4 separate regions of the Zea mays genome follow, and all the other regions are linked to region 1. Evidence: chromatin contacts called from public Hi-C data. All regions are on one chromosome and are shown on one strand. Each heading gives the region's core, a stretch centred on a gene start, on an enhancer-like site or on the middle of the called end of the contact. The rest is flanking DNA. Distances are from core to core; before and after follow the strand shown.

Region 1 (3,346 bases), core at 403-2,902:
GCCATGGTGGCGATGCGCGCGTAGTGGCTCCGATACCAATTTGTTATGAACACAAATGCACTCGCAAGATAGTCCCGGTACTCGTCCTCCCGTAGGAGGCCCTAAGAGTAAACCAGATCTATTCTTCTTGCTTACCTGCTAATGACCTCCACCTCTCATTATATAGAGGTGGCTACCCTAACGGTGGCTAACCTAACCCTAATGACCTAGCTTATGAGCTTAAGTCCCATAACAGCCTGTAACATGAACTGAATATTTTTTTCTGTGAACTTCAAAAGATTTAGTATAGACCGATGTTCTTAAGGAATTAAGGTGGTATGGCATCCTTGGGACGGTATGCCTTGTCACCTAGGTATTGCCTTGAGGACACTACCATAGGCAATATATGGTTACTGACAACCAGAAATTACAAAGGAAAAAAACGAACAGAACTAGGTATCTAAACATGTAATCCTGACAAGAAATCACAGTACACATCCATGTATCTATTTTCCAGCAGGAGTATTTCACTCTAAGGGCTAATTTGGAAACACCGTTTTCCCAAGGGATTCTAATTTTCCCAAGGGAAATTAGTTCATTTTCCCTTGGGAAAATTAGAATCCCTTGGGAAAACGGTGTTTCCAAACTAGCCCTAAACGTTGGAAGCTGAAAGAACAATGGAATGATTACTACAGAACTGATTAACGACAGAATTATCGTATTCACCGGTGATGCTAGGCATGAATCTTCGTATCATGTGAGAAACCCCTCTTTAACTCGCTGGTAACGTACTGCAGCACGGAAAGACCATACATGTATCATAACTCGGATACAGTCCGTAAGATATCTAAAAAACACAAGGCATCTAATGCAAGTAAAGTGGTTGCCCTTTTACCCTTGGTCGAAATAAAAGAGAGGCATCCACATTTTTAAGGAAGTCATCTTTGGGGCGTCATCTTTTCTGTTGTTCGTCTCCCGCGCCATTATAAGCTAATCTCAAGCATTAGAGTAATAATTCACCGTATGCAGCAAACAGTGCCTAGGGATCGGTTACCGGAACACGCGTAACAGACACCGTCTCATATTGTGAGCAAACTCTCCTCCACGATAACAATTCGAATGACCACGAATCCAAAGACGAGCAAAACCGCTACCCGCATCACCAAATCATCTCCAAACATTGGGTGGGAACAGAAAACAAGAGGGGCGAAAGAAGGAAAACACGTGGAGACCTCGGCGAGGACGGAGAGTACGATGAGGTTCCGCACGGCGCGGCGCGAGAACTGCGTCCGCCGGCGCATCCGCGCGTGCACGGCTGCCTCCTCCTTGGACAGGTACTGCAGCCGCTTCTCGAAGTCCTCGCGGCCACCGAAGAGCGCCCGCCACACCCTCCCCAGCACCCCGCCCTGCTTGCCCTTCTCCTTCGCCTCCGCCGCCTCGGGCGGGGCCGGTGCCCCCGCCTCCGCTTCCGCCTGGGTAGAGGCCATGGATTGCCTTGCGGATCCGCGTGGCGCTGGATCCGATGGGGAGGAGAGAGGAAGTGGCTCGCGCGGGATGGCTGGCCAACCTCTTGTTGGACGCGACCCCAATGGAAGGAGGAAGAAGAGAGGGGTTTCGGGTTTGGGCCTTTGGGGCTGGATCTTTCTCTCGAGAGCGCCCCCCGTGGCCGTGGCTGGATCCCGGACTCCCGGCGCTGTAGACCTGGTGTAGCTTTTTGCTTTTGGGTGGCTCGGTCGATCCTCGTAGCAGCTCATCCAACTCTGCAAGTGGGGGCGTCGACTCGAGAAATGGCAGGGACGCACGCGTGAAACCACCGAGACTGCAAAGGGTATTCAGGCCAACTGCAAAAGTGCCCCAACTAGTGACTTGCTCATGCATTACCACGGATTTTATATATCATATTAGTATATTTTATTTAAATAAGATACAAAAATATATATTCCATTAATTATGTGGGTAAAAGCGTGAAAACAACAATAAAAGTATAAACTCTTATTTGTATATAATTTTAATTTATTTTTTTGTATTACGTGGAAAATGGAAGGTGACGCCGTAGAAATTGGTGATTTATATATAGTAGAGATAGAAATTTTGGAAATGAACTTCGTTTCTGTAAAATTGTATCTTTTTTTTTGAAATTGAAGCTTTCGTCTATTTCGTTAACAACCACTAACAGTGTTAGATTAAATATATAAAAAGATGACAATTGCCTTATATTGCACTCGTTATTGCAAATTTGACCTCATCTTCACAATGCAATAGATTTATTCTTAAAAATGATTTATACGATTTAATATATTTTAACAATGCAACAATGGACTACGTATACTAATTGAAATATGCAAACACATCTCATTGCAGCTCTCACATTCGTAATCTTCAGATAGGGGTGGTAATGGATCATGGCCCTAATACTTGGTTCACAAACCAACAAGATCTTTAATTTTGTTAGTTCAAAATTGTATTGTTTTATGATCCGACCCTAACTTGATTCAATCCTTAAATTTGCTAGGCTAAACTAAATGACCCATTACCACCCCTATCTTCAGACCCACACGGATAGAAAATTGAGGTCGACTGTTTGGGACTTGTGAGTTGTGACTTCTGTGTGTGGTAGAGCTAGATGAAACACTGGTAGCTTGTCGGCTAGCTCGATTTGTGGTCAGCTTGCATCGGATCGTTTGAATTTTTTTCACGAAATAAGTTGACATCCTAGCTCGGTTCATGAACAAGCAAGCTCGTGAGCTAAATGAGTTATCACATTTCAGCAAAATAAAAATATATACATATCATTTACGTTTCAATTGATGAACATGTTATATATATATTTGGTGTCTACGACCTATGAGTTAAACTGATGATTGATGAACTGTGTCTATGTGGTAAATTAGTCTATGTGAATATGAATGTGGGTTAAATTGATGAACATGTGTGTGAGTTGTAAATTGATGATGAATTGATGAGTTTAATTTGGTGTTGCATTGATGTAGTCTACGAAACTATGTGTATAATTACTATTTTCTATTGTTAAATTAATTTAAAATTAACTAGAAAATAATTATATATATATGTTGCTTTTTCGAACGTGGCTCACGAGCTAAACGGATCAGTTTGGCTACAAGCGGACGAGCCGAGCTCGAGCTGGCTCTATAACTCGTTAGTTTAACGAGTTGAGTTGAGCCAGCTCATTAGTTTAACGAGTCAACTTAAATTCGGACGGGTCAAACCGAGCTGGCTCGATATCCAGCTCTAATTCGTGGCCATGCAAGCCACAAATGTGAGGGACTGCTGCAATGAGATATGTTTGTATCTGGTATGCAATATTTTTTTTAGATCGAGACGGTGTAATGCAAAGAAAAGCTTAAGA
Region 2 (3,415 bases), core at 29-2,528, 220 kb after region 1:
CCATCTTGAACCGCATCCCTGGGGACCACTGCACCCTCATCGCCACGCGGACCGCGGCGGCGCGAACGCAGAACTCGGGCGTGCTGGCGCGAGGGTAGTACACCACCTCAAACGACTGCCCGGCGGCCGCCAGCCTCGCCGCCTCGGCCACGTCCTCTGGTCGCACCTTGCCCCGTGCCTTGGCGGCCGCGCACGGGCTCACATTCCCTCGCATGAGGCCCGCGTAATGGTCCCACCCGGCCGCAGGGGAGTCGTCGCCTCCGCCTCCACCGGCGCCGCAGAACCCGCGCTTGGCACGCCGGATGCCGACGTGCAGGTCCCCGCTGTCGCCGCGGAGGAACACGATGGAGTCCCCTGCGACGAGCTTCTTCTGGTTGACGAACGTGCTCCACCCCGTGGTGAGCAGGTGCCGGCGCGGCGTGCCCCGGTAGATGTGGCGGAACTTCCAGGCGGCCCCGTGCACGTCCTTGGCGACGACGGTCTGCACGGGCGGGTCGGCGGCGTAGTCCAGCCGCGGGAAGATCGTCTCCGCGCAGTACCTCGGCACGGAGAACCCGCCGCCGTTGTTGGCGTCGGACTGTGTCAGCGTCTTGGCGAACGAGGCCGGCTTCTCCTGCTCGTCCGCCGCGGCCGCGTCGTCCTCGACGCCACCCGCGTCCGCGTCCGCGTCCCCGCCGCGCAGCGGGACGAGGCGGATCCTGGCGAAGACCTCATCGGTGTCTGGGTCAGCCATGTAGCGCACTGCCGTGACGCGGCAGGGGACCAGCGCCGGGACGCGCGCCGCGGAGAGGTCGGCCGCACCGGCGAGGCCGAGCGCGTGCTCCGCGTGCCCCTGCGGGAAGTAGTAGACGCTGGCGCCCACGGGCGGCACGGTGCACATGCCGCCCGCGCACGCCAGCCACAGCTGCCGGTCCACGCACCGTTCGGCGCCGGCCGCTGCCGGCTCCGTCAGGTCCGCGAACGTGATCATCGGGAACGCACCGAGGCGAGGGCCGGCCAGTAGAGTGAGAGCGGGAGGTGGAGGAGGAGGAGACGAAGGCGAGCGGGTCTGCCGGTGTCGTGTGTAACTGAGCTACGGTGGTGCTTGTTTTTCACGGTAACGAGCAGGAGTAAACCCCGTTGCGACTTATAAGTGCCCGTTCGGTGAGTGGGAGTGAGCGACAGGGCGCCAGGCCCCCAGGCTGATGTGCGGAGCCGGACAGTCGCGTAGGAAACAGCAACGAGTACCAGTACGCGTGGAGCGGCGTCACTGTGTGGAAGTTTGAGGCCCGTGAGTTTCGGTATGCGTCAGCGACTCAGCGTGGTCGAAACCCAGGAACACCGTTGTGGTTGTGGCCTGTGGGGTTTCTGGTCCGTGCAACTATGCAAATGTGAAACGAATTCTCAAATAAAATGTTGATATCCACTGAAAAAGAGAGAAAAAAATGTTGGACACTCAATCTCCATATGAAAAAAATGTTGGATGTCTCAATAAACATAGTAAATGATGAAAAAACTGAAGGGTTTTGCATGACCTAGGGCTTGAACATGCGAGCTAAGCCATCCACACGGTGCCATTTACACCCTAGCAAAGACCACCTGAGTCGACTACAGAGGACAATAAGTCTACTTGAGTCGAGTAGAGCAAAAACCCTTCATAATAAATTGAGCTCGAGTCGGGTGAATCAAAATCATATTCGCGATCGTACCTGTGAAATCTATCTAAATCTAACTATGATCACACCTACCAGTGTCATTCCAAACTCGTACCCGAGCCCGTCAAGTTTCGAGCCACCTACATTCTTTTATTTAGCATACACTTTTAAACAATAATTTAGTTGTAAGTAATTAAGTAATTATGTACGAACGATAATCCTACTACTAATTAAGAAAGCAGTGTGGACGCTCGGCGCGGTCATGCCCCCGCCTCGCCTCTCCCTCCCACTCCCCTCCAACATGTCACTGCCATAGTGGACCCGTCCTACGCTCCCCTCACATTGCTCGCCCCTACCCCAGCCATCGTCGCGCCGCCCCATTCTCCCCGTCCTCGGCACTTCGCTACACGCCCGCCCCAGTCCGACGCCCCCCGTGCTCGGCGACTCCCCCTTCGTCCTCTCGCTGAGGCTGCCTTCGTCCTGCCCCACACCCGCTGCGTCGCCCGAATCTGTGCTCGCGATGCCTTCACTTCTCCTCTGCGCCGTCGTTTCCTCTGCATCACCAGCCATGCCGCCGACTTGCCTAGGACGGAGCCCGCCCGACCAACCATTCCAGGCGCCACGCCGTCCCCTCTGCGTCGTCCACTCCGCGGTGTGGTCGGCTGTCTCGGAGCCCTCGCGTCCCCTAGCCCATGCACCCGCCTCGTATGCCCCAACTGCCCGAACGCCATGCCCCCGCCTCGTCGTCCCCTCCGCGCAGCCGCACAATCGTGGTGTGACCGACCGTGGAGGAGCCCTCGTGTCCCCTAGCCCAACCAGCCATGGGCCCCATCGTTTCCCCTTCCACGCAGCCAGGGCCCCCAAATTTGGCAATGCACCATTCCCCCCAACAAGCGCGCTCGATCTGGCAATTGCGTGCATTATCTCCGTCGCCGATTTGGAAAGCGCACGATCTACGACGCTGATTTGGAAAGTGCCTTGCCAAATGATTCCAACACAAATCCCCCAAATCGTGCACCCACCATCATTAAAAAGGTCGCAATTGCCAGACTGCTACAACCATCCTACAACGACGGAAATCCTTCGCTCACACTCCTCCAGGTGAGTCTACATTGTGTTTACCATTTCTCTTGTGTTGTAGCAGTTCATGTATTTCTCTGAGTCATACGTTTTCTCTTGTGTTGTAGCAGTTCGACTGTTTGTGGATTTGTCTACTTAATTGTCACAATTGTTTCCAGATGATTTTTGTGTATTTGCATAGATGATTTGGTTTACAAGCCGCCTGAAGTATGTATCTGTAGAATAGGTTTGGTTTGGATTATTGTGGTGTATGTGCATGCTTCTTATCAATCCTTCGAGGCTCAGATATGCTGATTTTAATGTGGAGAGTTAACTAATTTGCAACTTGTTTATTTTAGACTGGAATACTAACCAGCATATCTTCTAAAGGACATGAGCTATCAGCTAGAGACAAAGCATGTCACACAAAGTTCCTGCCGATACAATGTATTAGTTCATGTTCACTTGTGTCTATGTGCATCCCTATAATTATCTTCTTTTCAACATACATAACCATGATCTTTCCTGTTCGAACCTTCAGCGTCATGGAATGCATGAGTTCCTTTGATACAATGAATTATATCCTATTGCTAACTAAAACATTTTAGCTATGTTTATGTATTAGTTCATAGTGTGTTCAGTTATGATTTGCATTCTTATCTACCTACAAATAATATTGTGTTCTTTTATAATGCTGCATAAATGCTCTCAAAATTTATAGG
Region 3 (3,285 bases), core at 522-3,021, 160 kb after region 1:
GTTGTAGATGACCGCGGCTCCCAAGCTCCTCGCCGGGTTGATGCCGGTGCCGGTGATGGGGATGGTGGCCAGGTGCACCATGAACACGGCGAACCCAATCGGAAGAGGGGCCAACACCTGCAGACATAGATTAGCTCGCTCATCAATTACATGCATGGCCAACACCTGCAAACAGCTCAGGATTTTGAAATCGCGTGGTTCTAGCGCAGCAGGCTCTGACTATATATACTGTAGAAAGTATGAAAGGGATGTATCACCGAATCTGAAGGCAAAATAAGTAACCACTCGACCAGAAGTTTCTCTTGGAATTTTGCACCTTGTCGCTATCCCTAACACATGCTACTGTGATGTATTATCGAAGTAGTACAATCATTCGCAAACCAATCGCTGCCACCTCACGTTCGCTGTAAGACACGCACTGCTGCTGCCTACTACGCTACGCAAGAGAGAATCTTCCTGTCTGCTTATTGGCATATGCAGCAAGATACATCTTCACATGCTCCTGATTCTGGGAGCTCGATTTGGGACCGTTGCTCCCAGTGCGTGCCCAGTGCCCTACATGGAACGTCTAATTGTGGCAGGAAAACACTCGATTCGCCGGGTTCATGAGCTACTCAGCCTTAATTCCTATATATATATACCGCAGCAGTAGAAATTAATTCAGACGACACTACTACCTAGAGGTATTCAGAAAGTGGGACGACTTGCGACGTGAAGGTTTTTGTGTTGATGTAAACACTTTGCATTGCGCTCTAATTTTTAATTACTGTTAAAGTCTTCAGTCTGCACTCTAGCGAGCTAGCTTGCACCAAAGCTACCATGCATAAACTCCACACACAGTTCATTAGTGCTCTACTGCTGTATACATGGGTTCATAACTTCATATGTATATGAGCAGTGCACCAGTACTGAATCAATTAACTGTGGTATATATTCATTCATATATGTAATCTATGTGTGTGCTCACCGGGACGTGGGAGTCACGGGCACTGCGCTTGGGGTCGGTGGCGGAGAAGACGGTGTAGACGAGCACGAAGGTGCCGATGATCTCGGCGGCGAGGCCGGTGCCCTTGGAGTAGCCGTCGCTGAGCTCGTTGGCGCCGCCGCCGTAGCGCACGTAGTAGGCGCTCTGGAAGCCCTTGACGAGGCCGACGCCGCAGATGGCGCCCAGGCACTGCGCGATGATGTAGAGCAGGGCGCGGACGAGGGACACCTTCCTCGCCAGGAACAGGCCGAAGGTCACGGCCGGGTTGATGTGCCCACCTGCATGCATGCATACATACATACATCTACGTGTCACACACACACATCACACGGTTGGAGTGGACGAAGGCGGCATATGCATGCTGCGTGCGTGCAAGGCCGGCCGCGGGACCTGAGATGCCGGCGGTGCAGTAGACGAGGATGAAGATCATGCCGCCGAAGGCCCACGCGATGCCGAGGATGCCCACGCCGCCGCACGCCGCGTCGGGGCCCGACGCCGCCGCGTCCGTCTGGTGCTTGTACCCGATGACGGTGGCCACGGTGATGTAGAGGAAGAGCAGCGTGGCGATGAACTCGGCGATGACCGCGCGGTAGAGGGACCACTTGGTGAGCTCATCCGCGTCGATGAGCGGCGCCGGCGGAGGGTCCGTGTAGTCCTTGGCCGAGAACTCGCCGGCCTCGGGCCCCGATGCTTCGATGTCCTGCTTCGCCATGTCAGGAGACCTGCAGCAGCTGCTGCTATAGCTAGTAGCTCAGCTAGATCTCTGTGCGCGCGCTTCGCTTTGCTTGTTGTGTGTTGTGAGGCCGGAGACTCGAGAGGCCGAGGTATATATGCGTGGGGCGTGGGAGGACGGCTCGTGCAAGAGAGAGGACGAGCTCATCGCCTCGCTTAATTGATTACAAAATACGTAGTATAATTTAGTCAGGGATAAGGTTTGGTTTCTGGTTAGTTAGAGTTTTTTTTGTATACAATAATTTGCCGCCCACAACCGACTAAACCCTCATCATTATGTCACGCCAGAGTCGAACTGGTGGCCAGTGATCAACCGAAGGGCTATTCACATAATTCTATATGGTTTGTGTGCTGACGTTTTGAAAAAAAAAAAAAAAAAGCGAATTGAAAACACAAAAACCGCTGGTGATTTCAATTACTGGTCCAGCTTCTCAGTTGCGTGTGGCGATACATGCATGGCCGTAAACTGTGGCTACTAGGAAGGAGGAACTTGTCAGAAGAATAAGGTGAACTAGTTAAAATGCACGCGCCACACGCGCGTGTAAAACCACAGTTATTCGACTACGGACTACATATGAGTTATTATTATATATTCAGTATAATTATTTGTATGATTATTTATTTGAATTTTAAGCTAGAAAGATGAATAAAAGGTACTATATATTCATCTTATACAAAATGTTGTATATAGATGCGGTGCAGCCACCCATTAATCCGGTTCAAAATTGTTAGTTCTTGTCAACAAATGAAATTGGAGGGCATGCTCATTGAAAATCTACTTAATAGAATGGTTATTCTCAACAATATGCTAGGAACCTAGGATCATCTCAAATATACTGCTTCCTAAACAAGATGAAAACATGTATTTCCATATATTCACTACCGGAATTTGGCTCTTTGCCGAGCGCCAAATATTTTGCCGAGTGTTTTTTTTTCGGCACTCGGCAAAGAGGTTCTTTGCCGAATGCCACGCAAAAAAACCTCGGTAAAAGAAAACACTCGTAGAAGCCGAGTGTCAAAAATAAAAGACTCGGCAAAGAGCTTCTTTACCGAGTGCATTTTTCAACACTAGGCAAAGACAATTTAAAAATCACATTTTAAAGCAGTAAATTAATTCAAATGAAAAAGTTTTCAACTACAAATTTGTATAACTCATCATGATATATAATTTATATTTTGAACATTTCTTCATATGATAAAATAAAAATAAATTTGTTCATAAAACATATATCTCTCTCGTAGTTTATGAAACTACGAGAGAGATGTATAAGATTTGTGCATATTGTTAGAACCATCATGTGAGATGAACAAATGACCAAACAACCAAATAAACTTTGTAGATCTTGAGAAGTTAGTTATAGAATTTTGTAGTTGGCAAGTGAAAGTCGCCTAGAGGGAGGGTGAATAGGGCGAATCTGAAATTTATAAACTTTAAGCACAACTACAAGCCGGGGTTAGCGTTAGAATTATAAACGAGTCCGAAATGGAGGGAGAAAACAAATCACAAGCGAATAAGAGAAGATGACACAGTGATTTGTTTTACCGAGGTTCGGTTCTTGCAAACCTAC
Region 4 (3,123 bases), core at 140-2,639, 210 kb after region 1:
CATTATATTCCTTACAATTCATCCTTCGTCATTGTATAATATATTTATGAAGGTACGCCCTTCATAACCTTCGTCCGAAAACCATTATATCCTAAGGGGAATAATGCTTCGAAGGACGAAGGACTTTACCGACTAACATTTTCTATGTTGCCTTGTTCTTGACTCATAGCATTTGAGAACAAGTCCCCAACACCTAGTCTCGAGCAGCCATCCATCATGCGGCTCATATGGGGCCAAGCGACTGCAGCGGCGAAGAGTGTTCGGTGGAGCTACAAGGACGTCGATGACGCCTTCGTGCCGTGAGGCACCATCTATCAAAAGTAAGAAACCCTAGAGATCCGCCCATCGTCATTGCTTGATGATCGTCCCTCTGCTCGATGTCCATCACCGTCAGTGACCCCGCTGTCTGACCATCGCCTGAGCAGCTATGCTAATCGCCATCGTTCGATTGATCTTCTGATCGTATGTGGAAATCCTTCATCTTGTCATACTTAAATGCTTGATAGTTAAGTGCTCACACGTTCGTGGATTTGTGGATTAATTATGTATATGTACATATACAGTAATGTGTGAGGCCTTTTTGCTATTATTGTACTCGTTAGAAGAGGCTTCTCCACAATAGTACTAATTAATTAGACTTCTCTATAATAGTATTTATAGATAAGAAACTTCTCTATAATGGTAATTCACTCTCATTTCATCATTTTCTGCTATGTTAACAAAAAAGTTAGTCACATAGATAATTTTAGTTATGTAACCCAAACATGTCTACATCTATGCATATGCATATATAGACATTATTACTACTGCCAGGTACCCCACTGCCATTTGATCTTTAGAAAGTTATGCATATTTGTTTATGCAAAGTGATGGAGTTAGATGGTTAGAAAGTCAGTGGTAAATTGTTAAGTCATGTTTCATGCTATATTTGTTTTTATGTAAACTTGGTGTTGGACTATTACTGTCTCTGTCACTCTGTCAGTGCCTTTGTGGCTTTGCTATATTTGAGTTTGAGACGTGAATCAGTGAATGGACAGAATCATAGAAATGGTGGTCGAGGTTGTGCTGGCCGCGCGAGCCCTAGGGCCTGGGCTATTGGTATATATTTGAGTATGGTTACTGATTGGCCCGTTCGTTTCTCTATGATTGAACCGATATTCGTTCCAGCTCATCAAAATTTATATAAATTAGAGAAGTAATCCGGCTAAGAACCAGTCTAGAGCTCCAATCCGTGGAAACCGAATAGAGCCTAAGTGGTTAGTGATTAAGTTGTGCACTTGTGCTTGCAATTTTGCATATATTTGAGTCTGGACTGAGTTGGCTCTCAGCTGGGCGCCTGGACCTGTATGTGCGATGGGCCGTTCGATGCTTGGATGTGTTGCTCTGCTGGACGGACAGGACGGTGGTCAGTGGACCAGAGGAGGGTGGATCCCTATCGTTATATTGCTGCTGAAGTGCTGATGAGTGATGCTTACATTTTTCGGGTAAGACCGAAAACTGACAGTGAGTATCGGATAACTGAATTTTCGGTTTTCATTCGGTTCTCAATACCTAAAACTCGAATTTTCGAATTTTCTAAAGGCTAGTTTGGGAACCTCATTTTCTCACGGGGTTTTAATTTTTCTAAGAAAAATTAGTTTATTTTTTCTTGGAAAATTAGAAATCCGAAGTTCCAAAACTAGCCCTAAATACCGAAAAAACCGAGCGTCGGATAAAATCGAATGCCTAGATCTGCCCCTAGATCTGCCCCTGAGACATAACTAGCCCACTATTTTTAGCTGGGTTGTAGCTGGGCCGCCTAACCGTCCGGTCATCAGCTGGCCGGCTGCTAGATTGACGTAATTGGTCTTTATGAGACCGAAGTTAGATTGACACTTCAATACATACAGCTGCGAACTCTGATGCAAATAATGTAAACGTATCGGTATTGGGGTAAAAATTTACTAATTTTATACCGCTTGATCGTGTCGAATTAATTCCTTCGCTGTTCAAATTGCCTCTGGGTTTCTGTGTGGCTTCGAACCTAGCCAAAGGCTCCCATGATCATCATCCTCTGAGGAGGATGGATCGTACAAGGATACCGGTAGAAAAGAAGAGTTTATTCATGCGGGTCCGTGATCTCACTTTAATAGATAGATGGGAAAAGGTACGTTCATCTTTCTTTTTTTTCATTGAAAACTTATTTCTGAAGTATTTTAGACCCAACCCAGAAAATTTGCTGGCCCAGTAACGAGGTCGGATATCCATACGGAAGCCTTCGCAGCAATGCCATTGGAGAACATACTGTTGAGAACTACGTTACCACGGATCACCAGATCCGTTCCCTTCCCTCCCGTCAGCAGTAGAGGCGCAAGAAGATGTAGATAACCCGTCTCACTTCCCATTAACCCGTCTCACTTTCCATAAGCACGACAGAGGAAACACACGAGACACTGGATATAGGGTTGGGCCTCTGGCCTCTTTCTGATCTCTGTCATATGAAGAGGTGTACAGGTTCCTTATATAGAGATGTGAGACCCCTCAGGGGCAAAGCCGGTATTTGCCCACATAACCCTAACTAGGGTTACTTAACACTCCCCCTTGGGCGAATACCGCGACCAACACATGTCTCGTTAAAACTCCGAAAACCCAGTGGGAAAAAAGTGGAGAAAGAGTGCATGGTGATACAAATTGCATTTGCACTTTGTTGCCTCGTTAAAAACCTCATGTGAGAAACTTCAAGAAAACTCACAAAGGGAAAAAGAGTACAACAGCTGTCATCGGGACAAATTTTGATCCTCTGGGATCTAGATTCTATCGAACCTTCTACAAGGGCTAACTTTAGAAATGTGCTCCCCTGATCCTTGCAAAACTGTATCAATAAGGCAAAACATCTTCTTCTGGAAGTATATACACATAAAGATTTAGCAAACGGACTGCATATCCTTGCAAGGACTATTTCAGGAACTTTACCTCTACTCACTTCTAGGATATACGAGGTAAGTGCACATATCAATATAAATAAGCCACTTTGACTGATGGTGTTCGATCGACTGGATCTATATATTTGATAGAAAGTTCCATAAAGGTTCATATATTGATCATCAAGCTCATGCCTTCAGGGCATAGAATATGTCATTTATT

The links. Hi-C and Micro-C count contacts between places; a contact is called where the count stands out from the background.
Region 2: a Hi-C map of endosperm shows a contact between it and region 1, with 2.4 times the contacts expected there. The contact joins the promoter of LOC103653810 here to the promoter of LOC100276301 in region 1. A contact is called at or near these places in 4 of 25 Hi-C or Micro-C datasets (bundle sheath, ear, endosperm and 1 more).
Region 3: a contact with region 1 is called in a Hi-C map of endosperm, with 4 times the contacts expected there. The contact joins the promoter of LOC541889 here to the promoter of LOC100276301 in region 1. A contact is called at or near these places in 3 of 25 Hi-C or Micro-C datasets (ear, endosperm and tassel).
Region 4: a Hi-C map of tassel shows a contact between it and region 1, with 2.5 times the contacts expected there. The contact joins the enhancer-like site here to the promoter of LOC100276301 in region 1. A contact is called at or near these places in 4 of 25 Hi-C or Micro-C datasets (ear, leaf and tassel).

What each region holds. Positions count from the first base shown.
Region 1 is chr4:149,174,200-149,177,545 of Zm-B73-REFERENCE-NAM-5.0, reverse strand. It overlaps LOC100276301, which reads right to left and starts at 1,652. Exons shown (of 5, transcript NM_001374050.1): 1 at 1,212-1,652. The coding sequence starts at 1,466.
Region 2 is chr4:148,950,103-148,953,517 of Zm-B73-REFERENCE-NAM-5.0, reverse strand. LOC103653810 (auxin response factor 8) reads right to left here and starts at 1,278. Exons shown (of 3, transcript XM_008680610.3): 1 at 1-1,278. The coding sequence starts at 970. It overlaps LOC103653809, which reads left to right and starts at 1,977. Exons shown (of 2, transcript XM_020552639.1): 1 at 1,977-2,735. The coding sequence starts at 2,155.
Region 3 is chr4:149,012,442-149,015,726 of Zm-B73-REFERENCE-NAM-5.0, reverse strand. It overlaps LOC541889 (plasma membrane intrinsic protein 2), which reads right to left and starts at 1,771. Exons shown (of 4, transcript NM_001111555.1): 1 at 1,376-1,771; 2 at 968-1,263; 3 at 1-117. The coding sequence starts at 1,697.
Region 4 is chr4:148,969,062-148,972,184 of Zm-B73-REFERENCE-NAM-5.0, reverse strand. No RefSeq gene overlaps it. Among protein-coding and RNA genes, the nearest start is that of LOC103653810, 18 kb to the right of the region's middle. Within about 2 kb of position 1,389, at least 14 of the 20 cell types and tissues checked have an H3K27ac peak or open chromatin away from gene starts, as enhancers often do. A contact at or near this core is called in ear, leaf and tassel, where this site is marked.